Linked DNA regions of Zea mays: region 1 is linked to region 2. The links are chromatin contacts, called in public Hi-C maps. All regions are on one chromosome and are shown on one strand. The core of a region is the stretch at or near the end of the contact, and the rest is flanking DNA. Distances in the headings are between cores, read along the strand shown.

Region 1 (4,144 bases), core at 1,231-3,730, 140 kb after region 2:
GGTCGACGAGGAGCGAGATGCGCGTGGCGCCCGTACGAACGACCCGAGCTTCGCGGAACCATTCCACCCACCACCTACACAGGAATCAGAGAAGAGATTGTGAGAGGAAACAGGGATGAACCTGACCACGAGGGCCCACCTGTAAGTGCCACTACGACCAGGGCACACACGACATTACTCACCCACACCGCACCCACAACCTGTTTGGGCCGCGCAACAGACGGAATTGAGGTGGGCCGGCCGAGTGCTCTTGGCCCAGCCACAAGCTTGAGTCTTTTTCTTTTTATTTCCTTTTTATTTTATGTTTTCTTTAGCTTTCAAGTTTCAAATCCCAATTCAAACAAGGGTTCTAGTTTCAAATTTAAAATAAATGCACAATCCAAGATCACAACATGAATACTAAATATAATTGTATTTATTTATTTATATGTTGTATTAGTTGTTTTATACATGCTTCAAGTCATATGGTAGGGAATAATCTATACTATATTCATTTTAGGGTTTCATATTTCAAATTTAAGGCACAATCAAGATTTCCAGCATGAATGTGAATTTTGAGTTTATTTATTTATTTCTTATTTAAATGAATACCTCTAGACATACACTTAGTAAAGGAGATATTTACCTAATAGCAAATCTTTATCAAGAGTTACTAAAAAATAGTACCGGAAGGGAAATAGTCCATCCTAACAAATTGAAAACTCTTTTTATTATTTATTTCTTAAAACTTATAACTGAACTTATGTTTCTATTTTATTTTAACTAACATTGATTTAAATAAAAAAATCCCATAGTATAACTATTTATTAGGACATTTTCCTTGGATTTCTTTTACTAATCTCAAAAATCATAATTTTGGGTGTTACAATAACCTACATGTGCTTTTCCACATCCATGACTCACAATAGGTTTTTTAAAAGCTATAACTCAACCAAATACACCTTTAATATCTCATTTGGTAGGGTTGTTTTAGTCGGAGTCGACTCACATTTTTAGAGAAATCATGTTGAATGATTTAATAGATAAGTTAGTTTCTAGCAAAAAATTGCTATGGTCCGTAGAGGAGGTGCCCTCCTCTCGAACAAGTCCTGTGAACAAGCTAACAAAGTATATGTTGAAGTTATTCTAATAAAGTTGCTTGTTGGCGCAACTATGTAAAAAGTTTTTTTCCAGATATATGCTAATATGAAAATTCAGTATTTTAAAGATGTAATTATAATTCGTGATATTCGGTGGTTACCATTGTTCGGTAAGAAAATCTGGTCCGTGCCATTATCTACGTGCGTATAAGGCTCGTTCGAGAAGATGAAAATACCCTTATTGACTCGCCACGATACCGCCACAACCGGCGTCATCGGTGGCCACACTCGTCGGGTGTTGGCGCACCTACAACGATAGCGGTCTACTGCTCTGAGCCATCGTCCTACGCTCGACGAAGGGGCCCTCGTGGCAGCACAGGATGTTGCCGCTCGTCGGGTGGCTGATGTACTAGTACGTGCCGACACAGTGGTGGTCGACAGAAGGGTAGAAACAGTAGAGCAGAAAGTTGGACAACAACAACAACACCAACATGGCTAGCCGCCTAGCTACCTCGCTACCTCTCCCACACGCTTAGGGAAAGAAGCTAGCTGTCCCTCTCTGCAAGGTTCACCCTTGCATGCTCAGGAAGGGTTTGGTTGCTCCCTTTGCCATGCACGCTTGCCTGCTTAGGCTTTCTTTACTTGCGAGCTCGAGATGGCGTTGGGCGCTTTAGGAGCCGACTGTGAAGCATACCGGCCACGAAGAAGAACATGGAAGATGAAGGAATCGACGATGAGAATAACAAGGACCGACGATGAGATAACAGGGACCGCGATCGGCGATGAATCCATTTTGATAGTTATAGAAGGGTAAAAGGACAATACAAATGTACAGTATAAGCACTATCATAGGTAATTGACACGGACCAAATTCTCTAATTGAATAATAGCAACCATCAGATATCATGAATTATAATGGTATATTAGAATACTAAATTTTTATAATGATATATATGTGAGAAACTCAAAGAGAGAGAGAGAGAGCGCGGGTTGCGCCAGATATCATGAATTAGCTAGTATATTAGAATACTAATTTTTTATAATGGTATATATGTTTGAAACTCTAAGAGAGAGCGCGAGTTCTGGCGTAACGCTATCTTAACTGTTGTTGGTGACTAGAGAGGCGTGATACCTATTTTTGGTTTCTATAAAAGATGTGACATGTGAGCTTTAGGCTATTTTTAATAATAATATGTAAATAAGAGTGTAAAATACTGTTTTATATTATAGATGTATTTATTGAAGGGTGAAGTTTGTAACTGAGAGGTGAAACCGACGGATGAGATAGGGAGACTGCTCGATATTCAATTCAACGCACACTGCCACTAGGGCCTTCAGTTCAGCTACATCAGTCAATCCACACACGACACCCCGCACAGCCACACGCGGCCGCGCTGGGAACGAGACTTGGTCGCAGTCGCTCCCGGCTCACGGCTCCTTGCTGCACGCCGTATGCTGTCGCCCGCACCACAAGTCCACGACCAGCACTCCCTTCATAGACCCCCCTCCGGCGAATCCCTCACCAATCCAGCGTTCACACGTCCTTCTTGCTTCAGTCCACTCCAAGGTAAGCCCCAAACCCTAACTTATCTCCGTTTCCGGTGGCATTCGATTTGGGCAGCTAGGGTTCTGTAAAGTTGTTGGATATGGTTAGATCAGGTGGAAGATGCCCAATTTCAGCCACTGGCTATTGAATTTGAGAGACATGGTTACTTGTGCTCTCTACTAGATATTCCGGCCGATTTGTCCTTTTTTTAAAAGCATCAATACGGATTCGATATTTTTTTGAAGCAAATTACTGATTTGAGATTGTTGTTGTACTTTTACAACTTGCTAACGTGACTTTGTATGCTCAACTCACGTATATAGGTTAGGTGGACAATATGTCAAGCTCTAACCAGATGTGTTCTGATGGCAAGTTTGGGAGAGGTAAGCTTTTTGGTTCTTTTCAATTCGTCTTCCTTTCAACTAAGAAAGGAAATACTATAGCGTTCCAAGCTATCTTTTGATGTAGTATGTTGCGTAAATATCCCAAATGGTTAAGTTTGGAACTGCTTTTGATACAGACATAGAATTATGGATATTTTGATTTATGATCAAGACATAAATTGACTTGTGGATTTTTGCAAATGTTTCAGTGACAGTGTTCTTGCTGAGGCTATTTCTTGTTATGTTTTTGCTCTTGCTATCCTCTATATCCTCTATTGCACTATTAGTTTTGATTGTACCTTTTGACAATGCCATGTGGAATTTCTAAGTAATTTGACTTAACACAATCAACTTTGTACTTTAATTTTGCAACCCTTGTGGCATTTGCATTGGACCTAGTCTAGGAGACCTTGATATAATGCACCTTTTTGATACAGCTAATTAGGGCAACCAATTGTGAATGAAAACTTGAAAAGTACACCTTAATAAGCAATTAATGCAGGTCTGTTGCCAGCCATAAATATTGTGAAAATACATCTTAGGTAAAAAAACCTTATGGTCCAACGTAGGTTTACTGCGCAACAAAAATAAGGGGCAGACCCACTGCCGGAGGCTCCCACATGGTTGGGGTATGGAGAAGGGATAAACTGAGGAAAAACCTCTCTCTCTCTCCCCCTGCAAATGCGGAGAGGCTGCTTCGAACTCGTGACCTAGTGACTGAGTGAGACAGCTCTCACCACTGTAACAGGCATGCCTTCTGTGGCAATAATAAGGAATAAAAGAACTTTCTCTTGTCTCCATCCGGTTCCATTTGGCTGTTGTGTTGACCCCCTTACCAGGACTATACACGGAGCCAAATAAGATGAAGGTCACAGGGGTGTGCTACAGCTCAGTGAAGGGCCAGACACCACAAGATCGCTGAATTTGGCTGTGGTGTAGATAGAGACACTAGAGACTTGACCTAGGTAATGGTGGCACCTCCTGATCCGACTCCTTGAAGCTCGATGTGGTTGGTGGGGAGGTCAATCTGGTGACAAGGACCTTCACTCAACTGGAGAGTAGCTCAATCTGGCAGCCAAGAGCTCGATTATTTTGTAGCATTTCTGATTGTGGTGGAGGGGTGTCAGCCATGAAGT
Region 2 (3,645 bases), core at 956-3,455:
CACCTAGACCAAGAGTAAATGAGATTAGAGACTTAAGAAGGTCCTAGTCTTGAGTGAACCTCAGACACACTTGACTGTTGAGTGTTGACATTAGGAATAACGGGCAAAGGACCATGGTTCAGCAGTACCCTTTTTACTTGCCATGCATACCATGTCCAAAAAAATGACACTGGGTACAATGAGCGCAAATGTGGCATGCTTTTGATCTGCTGTATGAATTTCAGTTACAATAATATTCCATATGCATAGGAATCATGCTATGCAGGTTGCAGAGGACAAACTGACTTCACATCAAACTCGTATCCAGTAATTGTCACAAAATTATCATGTGCACTAACAAGCCACAAAGAGTCACACTCAGACAAGATGCTTATACAACAAATATATTGCCATTGAAGCCTCAATGAACTCACCAAGACACTTATGGTGTGTTTGGTTTGTGAGTCAACTTATGTTTCATAAGGTGATGCATCATGAGCTCATCCCATAAATTTTGGTGAGTCAACCTATGCTTCATAAGGTGATGCATCATGAGCTCATCCCATAAATTTTGGTGGAATCAACCCATTCCTCATGCATATACTAATTATATACCTTATGAAGAATGAGGTGGTGATGGATCAACTCATTCTATTCCACAAACCAAACAAAAAAAGTGAGGAGTGAGAAGATGGACCACCTCATTCCTCAAACCAAACACCCCATTATTGAAGGCATGTTCACTTAGTAATTCATTTTCAGTAGAAACTCAACAACTAACATAAACACATAGTATATTATATAATGGCGTGCAAATAGCTCATTTGTCGAAAGTATAAAATCTTATGAAGATTGATTGATGCAACAAGCAAAATTGTTAAAAACACAAATACAGCAATACTTCAAAACTCACTCCTCTAAGAGCAACTCCAAGAGATTAGCTAAAAAGACTAGCCAAATTTACTAATTTAGCTACTATCTAAAATAGATTTTACAGAAAAAGTGTAGGCTAATCCAACAGATTTGGTAAACCTACGAACTGAATAGAAAGTGAAGCAGGCTATCCAAAAATGGAGGGCGAAGGTGGATGGATAGAGAGCCACTAAATTTGAAGAGTTGTTTACAGAGCCTATTGGATACACTTTTCTACTAATATTAGCTAAATTTACCTTTACAAAACCATATACCTAACCTCTTGGAGTTGCTCTATATTAATGTCATCAGAAAAATATAACATATGCACAGACTGCGTACGAACAAATGGCCTACCAAGAAAACATCATTTTATGAAACATCCATGCTTTGCCATAACTTAATGTAATAACCAAAAACAAAGAAACAATGGATGGATGCACGACGACAATGCTTTCCCATCTTAATCTTAAGAAGAGAAACTTTGGCCAGTGCTGCTAATAAAGTGTATATGTTAAGAGAAAAATATAAACTGCAAGGCATGTGAACATGAACATTATCTCCTAAATAATTTTATCACATCCACCTTTACAAGTGCCCAAATTTATGTATTCGGATCCTAAGCAAACAAGCATCGATGTAATTGTTATGAGAAATGGTACGAGACAGCTGATTGCTCACGGGCGAGGTTTTCGGTGTCGTCGTCGAGGCGCTTGGTGTTGAGGGATGTACCGCTGGATGCCGCCTTGTTCGTACCAGCGTTGTCTGCAGAAAAACACAGATCAAGCAGAATCAGAGAAAGGGAAGCAGCAAAGAGATCTATTAGAAGAGATCAACTCTTCCTCAAACCGTACCAGACTGAAGGATGAAGAATCCCCAAAGTGCACAAAAAACATCATCATAATCAAAGAATAGAAAAAAAAAGAACGAAACCCTATTCGTCGAATCCCATCACCGAACAGCAAACCCGGCTGTGCTGCAAAACGGATGAATCGAAACCCGAAAGATAAAAGACCTCCAAAATCGAGTTAGGGGGGGTAGCAACCAAAATCTATGAAACCACTTACACTTCTTCATGGTATCGATCTCCGCACCGGCGCGGCGCGCGGCGTTGACGGCCTTCTCATCCTTCTTGGCGGCGGCGGTGGGTGCCTTCTTCCGCACAACGACCGGCTCCCAGTCCTGCCTGATCGGTCCGATCCCGGCCATCCCCTTATCCCTCCTTCGCAGTCGCTGAGTCTACGGTCCCTACACGGCAGCCTCTCGCGGGTCTCCCACTCCTCTCTCTCTCTCTCTCTTCTCTCTCTCTTCTCTCTCTCTCTCTCCCCTTTCAAGACGCAACGAAGGGAACGCGAAATGGAGGCGGAGGACAAGAAGAAGATATAGAGGCGGAAGGGGCAGCTTCTCGATAGGGCTGGGCTACCTAAGACTGTCTGCAACGGTTACCCCTAAATTTTTCCCCCTATATCACTTTTTTACATCACATCATCAACATTTCATCCCCTACTTTTTTATCTCCCGCAGCGGTTCCCCCTATATTCTCCCCCTATACCCCACTACAACTATAAAATATCATTTCCTATACCTACTTTTCATTTACTATCAATTTTTCTCTATCTAATAAATACTCACGTGTTACAAAAATACGCAAGAGGAGCCGTTAGCGTTACCCTGCATCTGGCGGTTCACTGTGCATTGCGCTTGTACTGTAGCAGCGGTAGCGGTGAGCGCTGCAGCGTGTAGCGTTGCTCTGCACACGCTAAACGAAGGGGAGAGGGCGTGTGGCGGGATGCGCTGCGCATAGCCTAAGCTGGTCTCGACTAGGATTAGCTTATTTGAATTTTTACTCGAGTTAATCTGATATTATTAACCAGCCAGCTCGTAATCTAAACAAACTAGTACATTTTAGCAAAATAAATTTATATACATATCATTTATATGTTGTATTTATATGTTGTGTTGTATTTATTACCTATAAATTAAACTAATGATTGATAAACTATATTTATACGTTAAATTGGTCTACGTGAATATAACTATGAATTAAACTGATAAATATGTGTGTGAATTGTGAATTGATAAGTGATGAGTTGTATTAATTTAACACTAATGTGTTCTATGAAACTATGAATATAATTAGTATTTTATATTATTTTATATTGTTAAATTAGTTTAAAATTAACTAGAAATTAAATATTATGTATATATTATTTATTCTGCTCTGTCTCACGAGCTAAACGAGTTAGTTCGAGCTCATAAATGAGTTAAGCTAAGTATATAACTCATTAACTTAATAAGTCGAGCCAAACCAGAGAATAATTATGTGTGAATCCGACGAACATGACAGGTGGGACAGGAGTGAAAGAACCGCACGTCGGAGCGATTTCATTGAGTGATAGAACCGCACGTCAGAGCGATTCCACTGAGGAGAACAATGTGCCAGATATTTTCTCACCTACAAGCTACAACGCGGTCTCTTTATTCTTGTGTTTGGATAAGGCTCGATTCCGTCATTCTGTCTTCGTTTTCGGACATATTGGAAACGACCTGAAGAAGCGATAAGAGCTCACTTTTTTCATTTTTGGGCTACCATTCCATTTCCATTTTATCATGAAACAGAAGAAAACTTTCAAAACGAGCCCGTGTAAATAAAACTTTCAAGTTTTCACTATCATTCGTGTTCTTTCTTTGACCTTTTTCGGTCGGTCTTTATACTCATCTTATTCCTCCGGTATCAAAATACAAGTTGTTGGG

The links. Hi-C and Micro-C count contacts between places; a contact is called where the count stands out from the background.
Region 1: a Hi-C map of ear shows a contact between it and region 2, with 1.9 times the contacts expected there. The contact joins the promoter of LOC100193607 here to the promoter of LOC100193883 in region 2. A contact is called at or near these places in 3 of 25 Hi-C or Micro-C datasets (ear, endosperm and leaf) and 1 of 3 datasets of contacts at active chromatin or transcription factors (seedling).

The regions. Positions count from the first base shown.
Region 1 is chr1:225,634,190-225,638,333 of Zm-B73-REFERENCE-NAM-5.0, forward strand. LOC100193607 reads left to right here and starts at 2,481. Exons shown (of 7, transcript NM_001138709.1): 1 at 2,481-2,646; 2 at 2,949-3,008. The coding sequence starts at 2,963.
Region 2 is chr1:225,497,229-225,500,873 of Zm-B73-REFERENCE-NAM-5.0, forward strand. It overlaps LOC100193883, which reads right to left and starts at 2,206. Exons shown (of 4, transcript NM_001154553.2): 1 at 1,959-2,206; 2 at 1,573-1,656. The coding sequence starts at 2,100.